Linked DNA regions of Gossypium hirsutum: all the other regions are linked to region 3. A link is a contact called in public Hi-C data. All regions are on one chromosome and are shown on one strand. Each heading gives the region's core, a stretch centred on a gene start, on an enhancer-like site or on the middle of the called end of the contact. The rest is flanking DNA. Distances are from core to core; before and after follow the strand shown. Region 1 holds the start of LOC107893145 (ruvB-like 2). Region 2 holds the start of LOC107899345 (60S ribosomal protein L26-1). Region 3 holds the start of LOC107899277 (pentatricopeptide repeat-containing protein At5g67570, chloroplastic-like).

What was found. Hi-C and Micro-C count contacts between places; a contact is called where the count stands out from the background.
Region 1: a contact with region 3 is called in a Hi-C map of leaf, with 1.5 times the contacts expected there. The contact joins the promoter of LOC107893145 here to the promoter of LOC107899277 in region 3. A contact is called at or near these places in 2 of 34 Hi-C or Micro-C datasets (both in leaf).
Region 2: a contact with region 3 is called in a Hi-C map of leaf, with 2.0 times the contacts expected there. The contact joins the promoter of LOC107899345 here to the promoter of LOC107899277 in region 3. A contact is called at or near these places in 4 of 34 Hi-C or Micro-C datasets (callus and leaf).

What each region holds. Positions count from the first base shown.
Region 1 is chrA11:61,612,669-61,615,641 of Gossypium_hirsutum_v2.1, forward strand. LOC107893145 (ruvB-like 2) reads left to right here and starts at 1,428. Exons shown (of 2, transcript XM_041081829.1): 1 at 1,428-2,251. The coding sequence starts at 1,503. It overlaps LOC107957876, which reads left to right. Exons shown (of 4, transcript XM_016893490.2): 1 at 1-307; 2 at 374-637; 3 at 720-815; 4 at 1,097-1,462. The coding sequence starts at 169. The coding sequence ends at 1,164.
Region 2 is chrA11:62,407,549-62,410,770 of Gossypium_hirsutum_v2.1, forward strand. LOC107899345 (60S ribosomal protein L26-1) reads left to right here and starts at 1,942. Exons shown (of 1, transcript XM_016825033.2): 1 at 1,942-2,649. The coding sequence starts at 2,035. The coding sequence ends at 2,475.
Region 3 is chrA11:62,107,770-62,111,002 of Gossypium_hirsutum_v2.1, forward strand. It overlaps LOC107899277 (pentatricopeptide repeat-containing protein At5g67570, chloroplastic-like), which reads right to left and starts at 1,391. Exons shown (of 10, transcript XM_016824949.2): 1 at 1,049-1,391; 2 at 773-1,046; 3 at 501-692; 4 at 230-311; 5 at 1-133. The coding sequence starts at 1,346. It overlaps LOC107899286 (a long non-coding RNA gene), which reads left to right and starts at 1,465. Exons shown (of 4, transcript XR_005905090.1): 1 at 1,465-1,884; 2 at 2,059-2,175; 3 at 2,389-2,621; 4 at 2,703-3,176.

The DNA of each region.
Region 1 (2,973 bases), core at 178-2,677, 500 kb before region 3:
TCCATAATCTCCTCGATTGAAATTTGTTAATTAATCCTGCTACGAAAATATTTCTAAAATAATCCCACAATACTGCAAAAGTAGTGGTCTTCAACGAGACTTGAAGAGAATATTCACCAATTGTCCAAGTTTTAACACACACCGGATACTGCGAACGAGTGGTCTTTAATGAGACGTGAAGAGAAACGAAAAAGATTCCATGAGGCTGTTCTTAGAACACTCTATCCACCGCCATCTCCACCGGAATCTGAGGAGGAAGAGGAAAAGAAACAGCTGATCACATCACAGAGGGCTGTCGACTTCCCAGGTGATTAAAAAATTATTTAACATCAAATAATTTAGATTAGAAAATGTAATCAAATTTGGGTGGCAGATGATTCTGAGGAGGACAAGTGTAGTTCCCCAAAGACTGCCGACGAAGATGACGGAAGTCAATCTGAGACTCAGAAGCTGAGTAGAGCTCAAAGGAAAAGACTTCGAAAGAAAAAGCTCAAAGAAGATGCTTTTTGTCGTGGGAAGATAATTGGGCCTTTGTTACCGTCATCTAAAAAAGATGGAGTGGGTTCATTGCAATGTGAGCCTGAAGGTGTTCGAGAAAATGCTCGACAGGAACAAGTTGCTTCAAGTGACAAACCTGGTAAGTTTTTAACTTGGTCTTTCTTCTTCTTTAACCAGATGGGAGACTAAAATAAATTCATTGATTTGGGGTGTTTGTTTAGGCGATCAGCAGGAAGGTGATTGTAGTACCAAGAAGAAGCTGAAACAGAGGATGATAGCTAAAAGGTTGGCTAAGGAGGGGCTGAAATCCACTGAAGGTGAGCATTCTGGTCAAGACAAAGAGCACCAAGTAATCTAGTCAAAGAGAATTGCCATCAAGCTTAATAATTTAAGTCCTTTAACATGGGTTCTTGTTGTGAAGACTCGGGTAGTTCCACCAGTTAGAACTCCGATGTAGTTGAAGAATAATAGATTCATGAACTTGAAAATACCAATGAAATATAGATTCATTGGTCAAGAATCTAGAAAACAACCATGCCTGCAAATGCAATAGATTCATTTTGGAGCCTAATGTATTATCTTTGCTTTGCTTTATTAGTAAAATGGGGAAAAGAGCTGATAGAAACAAGACTCCTCGACCAAAATGCTCTAGCAGATCATTACTAAGCAATGTCATGGGGACTGAACTGTTCACGATTTGCATAGCTAATGTTGGGCTCAAGGAGCAAATGGAGCCGAAGGCCCAAACTCTAAAAAATCCAAAAATTAGAACTTTACCCTAGACCCAAAACTGAAAACAAGCCTTCAGAACACAAGTTTTATTAATAGCTTTCTTCATCACTCTCTAAAAAAATTCAAAAATTAGAACTTTACCCTAGACCCAAAACTGAAAACAAGCGTTCAGAACACAGGCATTATCAATAGCTTACATCATCATTCTCTTCCATTTCAATTCAGTTTCTCACAAAACCCAAAACCTTGCCTTTCCCTCCCTCAATCATCCAATGGCGGAGCTGAAACTCTCCGAGAGCCGAGACCTGACCCGAATCGAACGCATTGGGGCTCATTCCCACATACGGGGCCTAGGCCTCGACTCCTCTCTGGAGCCCCGTGACGTCTCGGAAGGGATGGTGGGCCAAGCACAAGCTCGTAAAGCTGCCGGTGTCATCCTCCAAATGATCAAAGACGGTAAAATTGCTGGCCGTGCTATCTTATTAGCGGGCCAACCTGGAACCGGCAAAACCGCCATCGCCATGGGCATGGCGAAATCCCTTGGCCTTGAAACCCCTTTCTCTATGCTCTCTGGCAGCGAAATCTTCTCCCTTGAGATGTCGAAAACCGAAGCTTTAATGCAAGCGTTTCGAAAGTCCATCGGAGTAAGAATCAAGGAAGAAACTGAAATAATCGAAGGCGAAGTCGTTGAAATCCAGATTGACCGGCCGGCAGTTTCTGGGGCGGCTTCAAAAACTGGAAAATTAACGCTTAAAACGACGGACATGGAGACCGTTTACGATTTAGGGGCGAAGATGATCGAGGCATTAGGGAAAGAGAAAGTGCAGAGTGGAGATGTGATAGCTATTGATAAAGCTTCAGGGAAAATAACGAAGCTTGGAAGGTCATTTTCAAGGTCGAGGGATTACGATGCTATGGGCCCGCAAACAAAGTTCGTGCAATGTCCAGACGGAGAGCTGCAGAAAAGAAAAGAAGTCGTCCATTGTGTTACGCTTCATGAGATTGATGTCATTAACAGCAGGTAAATTCGAGCTTATCTTTGGCAAAAAATGTACCCTTTTCCAGATTTGCAGCTTTGTTGCCGTGTTTAATATGATTTCTCGAGTCTTTTTAACTTTTTCTGTAACTAGAATGCAAAGTGGTTCTTCCATTGTTTATCTGTTATTGTTCTGAAATTAGCGTAGAGCTGTTATCAGCTGTTTTGCTTCTGAAGTAAAACATAAATAGATTAACAAAAACTATGCCTGGGTGGAGAAACCTGTAACATTTTGGAAGAATTAACCAATTAGGTGAATTTGATTTACATGTTTCAAGCTATCTAGTGATGATTCTATTCAGAATTTGGATGCTGCATGTTAAGAGCTCTGAGTAGGGATGAAGAAGGTTAAACTCAATTAGCTTATAAGTAGATCATTCTTTGCTATGGTTGCGGGTAGCTTCTTCCAACGTGTATGTCTTAGGGATCAACATGTGTAGCGTTCCTTTATACCATCTCTACATATCTTTTGTCATGTTGTTCAATCAAATGTGATGATACCATTGGTTTGTGATTATTAGGGAAGAATTTGTGCATGGTATATGGCTGGTATGAACATCATAACTTGTTGAAATTTATCTCTCTAGCATAAAATTTATCCCTAGAAAACATTACTGTGAGTTCAATGTATGCATATCCGGTGCAACTTTTCTATAGGCAGTATCTTTGCTAGTCTGCCTTATAGGATAATAGACTTAGAGAAGTTT
Region 2 (3,222 bases), core at 692-3,191, 300 kb after region 3:
AATTGGTTAAACATGTTGAAACAAAAGAATTACTTCTTACAAAGGAGCTTACTAAAGTTAAACTCATGCTCAAGAAATTTATCACCAATAGTAACAAACTTGAAGAAATCCTTGTAGCAACAAGGAGAAATCCAAGCAAGGGAGGTCTACGGATGTCAAGGAAGGAAAGGCTATGGTCCAGAATCCTACTGCCTTTATGAAGGTTTGTGTTTTGGTGATTTTGGTTGAATGTTCAAAGCTCATGCTGATCAAGAATAACAAAAAGGTATTCATTTGTCACAAAAGTGGTTTGTTATTACTATGGGGCCCTTAAACATATCAAGCATTGGTGTTTCAAGATACTGCATGATCCAAGGTGGAGACGCACAGTGCTTAAGGAAAAGCCCACTTCGATTGCACATCAATTGTGAAGAAATATAAACGAATGTAGGTAAAAAAGGAGACTAGATATATGCATGTTGCATATTGTTCACAAAAGTCTACCATTAATGGAGTTTGGTATTTTGATAGTGGTTGCTTTATACATATGATGATATCAATTATACTTGTCTAACTTTGTGAATTGTCTTGCTGGGAAGGTGACATTTGGAGATGGGAAGAAAATTCATATACTGGGAAAAGGAACCTTAAATGTCCTTGGGATGCCTCAATTAAAGAATCTGTAGCTGGTTAATAATCTTAAAGCCAACTTGGTCAATATAAGTCAACTATGTGACCAAGGTATGCTTGTCAACTTTACAAAAGACAAATGTATTATAACCACCAAATCTGATGAGAAGATTATGGAATGAGCCCACACCTTTGATAATTACTATAGGGCGATTCAATCTATCATGTGTGATAGTGATGTTGTGTCTAACTTGGAACTATGGCACGAGAAAATTGATCATATCCACTTTGAAGGGTTACAAAGGTTGGTACGTTATGAAGTAGTTCAAGAAATTCCAAAATTAACTAGAACCTTTGTCAACCACATACCTATATTTGGTATACCTCTATTTTCTCATTTCATAGCTAGTATAAAAAAGATAATAACAAAATAACACATATTTTAGGATGATTTTTTTTTTTTGGCTAGTTTTGGAAAGAGCAGGAAAGGATTGTACAAATCTAAGCTTTAAATTAATGCTAGTTTTAAACTTATTTCAACTCAAAGGTCAATACATTTGTCATATTAGATCATCTATAATAAAAATTACATAGTATTTTTTAATTTAAAATATTAAAAATAAGAATGCATTTAATTATATCTATTTTATTCTTTTACTATTTCAAGACTATATTATCGTTTAAAATCTTTAAGTTTACTTAACATCTACTTTTTCATTCTCATTTATCCAAAAAGAAAAAAGAAAAAACTTTCATTGAAACATAAACCATCAATTACTCTCAATATAATATTTATTTTAGATTTATAATGCGTTTTATTTGATAATATATTTTATTTTAAATATTTCTTATGTATAATTAATTATATATTATTATATTTTGTATATTTTACATTCTTTTTATTATTTCTGCTCGAGATTTAATATTGTCTCCTCTAACAATATTGTCTATAAGGTTTAAACTTACATTCCCCGTTTGAAAATGCAATATATCTTATCAATTATCACTACACAAAATGTTTGTTGATAGATTACATTTAATTTTAAATAATATATTAAAAAATTTCCAACATCTATCAAATAGCACCTAAGCTAATAAATTATTAGTTTTTTTTAATATATTCAAAAATAAATATCTAATAGCTTTGAATGAATTAATAAAATTAAAAAAAACCATAAATATATTAAATATCAAAACCGATATTAGGTTTAAAAAATCTTAATCAGATAGGAGAGGGAAAAGGAAAATCCAAATCCAAGTTAGGCCACAACCCACAAAAAGGCCCAGAAAAATAGTCCTAAAGCCCAACAAATCCTAAATTTACCCTAGTTACCGCCATATATTCTCTCAATACCCTACTACTCAAACTCTAGGTTGGCCGTCGCCGAGTCGAAGAGGATTCAAACCCCTTTCCCCACAGCAAAAATGAAGTACAACCCACGAGTCTCCTCCTCTCGTCGCAAGAGCCGCAAGGCCCATTTCACGGCACCCTCGTCGGTCCGCCGTGTGTTGATGAGCGCCCCACTCTCATCCGATTTGAGGTCCAAGTACAACGTCCGGTCCATGCCAGTGCGCAAGGACGACGAGGTCCAAGTGGTTCGTGGGACTTACAAAGGCCGGGAAGGGAAAGTTGTTCAAGTCTACCGTCGCAAATGGGTGATCCACATCGAGCGCATCACCCGGGAGAAAGTTAACGGGTCGACCGTCAACGTTGGGATTAACCCATCCAAGGTTGTCATTACCAAGCTGAGGCTGGACAAGGACCGGAAGTCGTTGTTGGACCGTAAGGCTAAGGGACGGGCTGCTGCTGATAAGGATAAGGGTACTAAGTTCTCTGCCGAGGATATCATGCAGAGTGTTGATTAAGGTTGTCTTGTTTTTCATTGCTATGATATCCTTTGTTATGTTACAATTTACGGAGTTTGCAACTATTGGACATCATTTTTCATAGTATTTATCTTCATGTTATTGGATGAGGAATCTGGGATTTTGTAGACTTTGATAATGCTATTATATATTGCAATTTTTGTTTTCATTTTATTTGGTTGCATGATCAAATTCGTAGGCATGGAACTTATAATGTTAAATACATGGAAATGGCTGTGCAAAGAATCTGCTACGTTTAAGCATTGTCTGAAACTAATGCTATAAAGATTCTATTTTTGGTCTTCATAATGCTTTTGTATTGTCAATCATTTTATTCAACAACTACACCAAATTGAGTGGTTTCTTTGAAATGCTACATCACTACCTACCATCCATTCAATGGCTTGTGATATGGATATGCAGAGTTGAGCTGTTTCTCTTGAAAAGCATTGACAGTCCATTGGGATAGGGATTCAAAGAGTTCATTTGCATCCAAAACGACATTAGATTGGGTGTTCATTGATAATCCATTTGTCCATGGGATTGGGATGATACCACTTGGAGAAAAGCCGAGCTTGAAACTCGAAATCCACCATTTCTTTTGGTCGAGGTAGTAGCCGGTAAGCTTTAGGGGACTGTGTATGGAGGAACTTTGAAGGCAACTGGAACAAATAAGCGTTTGTAGATCATTCAAAGGTAGCAAATCAAGACAGCTATAAAGCATTTACCAAATCAAAGAAATACTCA
Region 3 (3,233 bases), core at 141-2,640:
TTTTAATTCTTTTAGAAGGTTTCTGTCTCATGCACTCGATTATGTTCAGCAATTCCTTCAAAAGACCAGCTTGCCCCAATGTAACAGCAATACTGTGATATGCAGCTAAATCGGGATATATAAGGCAGTCTCCCTAAAAAAGTCAAGACTAGGTATTGAGCCAGCATATCATAATTAGGCAAAAGGATCACCCGCTGCATAAAATAAAATAGTGAAAGTGAATACTAACAAGCATCAGCTTGAAAATCTGAAGAGCTTCCTGGGGTCGCCTCGCCTTCCCAAGAACTGACAACAGTTTTGTGTAAACAAACCTACAAGAAGCTTCAATAAGTTCATATATTGTACAATCTTATGACCTCATATCCAACACCAAACTACCTAATTGTCTAATTACTTTACTTCCAACTAACATTGGTAAGCCGAAAAAGAAATAATCACAAATTTTAAATAAAAAAAATTTGCAAATTGATTGAAATGAATGCAAAGGGAAGAAGCATCACCTGCTTTTGAAATCTTTACGCTCCTTATTGCCATACAGCCATTGGACAATGGCCATTGCCTGCCTCCATTTCCCGTTCTTTCCAAGTCCTTCAACAATCCTAAGTAACTGCCACTCTGTAAATTGCAACCCTGATTGCTTCATTATCCTTACAAATTTCCAATGCCTTTCCGTTATCTCCCTCTCACTTAACCTGGAATTATAATGAAAAAAAAAAGTGAAAAATACAGGAAATTGATGATAAAAGAAAATGAAAGCACAAAAAACCGAAACCTGTCAACAAGGAATCGAATTGCTTCTTTCTCGTTACGCCAACGTTTTGAAGGGCCCAAGTCCTGCATTTGCTTTTCAGTGGGTAACAGACAATCATCGTCTTCCACGTCAACATCATCCTCCAGGACCCAACGGAGATCCTCTTCGAACATTTCTTTGAGTTCTTTAAGGTTCTGTCTCTTCAAGCTCTCCCCGTGGAACTCTTCGTCTTCTGAAACGAGGTCCCGGAGTTTGGGTCCCTCGATTCTCTCCCATGGTTTTCCCGCCAAGGAAGGACTCTGGCACTCCCTTTTGGGTTGAGAGCTTTCGAGAAGCGTCTGTACTCGCGTTTTAGGGTTAAAAAGTGAGACGCTTCAGCCAAAGACTGGAGTTCGGAAGCGGAGAGGGATGGGGTTTCAGGCTGGGGTTGTTTAGTTTTGCGGTTATGTTTGAGAATTTCCCTTTTCCTGAGAGTTCTAACAATTTTGGGAGTAGGGTAAACGCCTTTCCGGAGAAGCCTCCGTTTGATGTTTTCAGTGTTAGGTTCGAAGTGGGGAGGCGGGAGCTTAGGAGATGGGACTATTGAAGCGTCCATATTGCTTCCACCGGAGTTTGTACCATTATCCTTCTAACATTTCACCTACATGAAATATCTCAAAATTTTAAAATATAACTTTAGAGAAGCTGACAAAATAGTCACTCAAATTTTAATTCAATCACTCAAATTTCAATTCAGTCACTGAACTTTCAAAAAATAATAAAACGGTCACTACTAACCACTTTCCGTTATGTTGTAACGGTGCTATCATTTTCCGTTATTCACTTAACAGAAAAGCTATTTTCCATCCCTCTCTCATCCCCCTCCTTCTTCCCCACCATCCCTCCCCCTATCACAAGCACCTTTATTTTTTTGCAGACTTCCCCACCATTGCCCTCTCCCCTTCTCCTCTCTATTCCTTCTTCACCATCATTTCTCTAACCCTCAACAAAGTTTCCATGTCCAAAGGAATGAGCCATTTTGTCCTTGTCATCTAGTCAAATGCTCTGGCTTCTCTCATTCTTCTTCCAGCAGCTTTTTTCTTCACAAGGTTCTCATCTATCTATCAATTAAATCAATGGATGAGCAATTAATGGTATTATTTCTATTTTGGGACTTCTTTGCAAGAAAAAGCAGCCACCAATTACTTTATCTTTTTTGTGCAAAATTTTCTGTTTAAGCATTGCTGGATATGTAATTAAATCTAAAAATAGTTCAATAATTCCTTTATTGGTGAAAAAATTGGGTTATAAAACTGGGCTTTTTGCAGGATCACTTTGATGCAAAACTGTGTAATCATTGGTGTAAGATACAGCTCTCCAACCCTTGCTTCTGCTCTAGCCAACTTAATCCCAGCTTTCACTTTCTTGCTTGCTGTTATCTTCAGGTTCGTCTCTACTGCTATGCCATTTATTTTTGTAGTATAAGGCATAATTAGCTGTCTTTAATATTTGCTACTATGCCAATACTTTCTCCATGAATTCAACCGCATTTACACCGATCTCTTTCTACCATGTTAACAACATCTAACAATTGGCTCATTGGTGGCCTCTTCATCGCTACTGCCTCTTTGTCACTTTCAACAAAAATCATTGGTCAGGTAATTTAATATGCTATTTCATAATCCACGATGCTTGGCTACTTCAAATTGATACTTTCCCTACTAAATTTGAAGGCTGCAGTTCTGAAAGGGTATCCATTAGAGATAATGTTGGTTTCCTTCTATTGCCTCTTTGGGTCCATTCAATCTGCATTGGTTACTTTGATTTTGAAAGAGACCCAAACGCTTGGATGTTGAGTCTTGATATCGAGCTTATTTCTGTGATCTACTCAGTAAGCAAACTGCAACTCCCCATGTTAGCTTTGTCATTTAGGCAAATCGAAGCTTTGTAATTGAGACCAATTTCATTTCAGGCTTTATTTGGAAATGTGGTAACATTCAGCGTGCAAGCATGATGCATATGGCATAAAGGTTCGGTCTTTGTGGCCACACTCTTGCTGTCTTCTTGGGGTTCATTTTCCTTGGGAATAATGGTGAAGAAGGAATAGGGGGAAGAGAGGGAGAGGGCAATGGTGGGGAGGTCTGCAAAAAAATGAAGGGGTTTGTGATAGGGGATGGATGCTGCGGAAGAAGGAGGGGGATGGAAAATGGCCTTTCTGTTAAGTGAATAACGGAAAAGGATAGCACCATTACAGACATAACGAAAAACAGTTAGTATGACCGTTTTGTTATTTTTTGAAAGTTCAGTGACTGAATTGAAACTTGACTGTTTTGTCAGCTACCCTAAAGTTGAGTAACTGTTGGTGTAATTTACCCTTTTTTTTATCCTCTGCGTCTGCGTGTGCTCCAAATTTTACAAGTTTTAAATCCAATTTTTATTTACAATATTTATTTAATAAATTATAACGTATTTTTATGTAAATTTGAAAAAAAAATTAAAATTG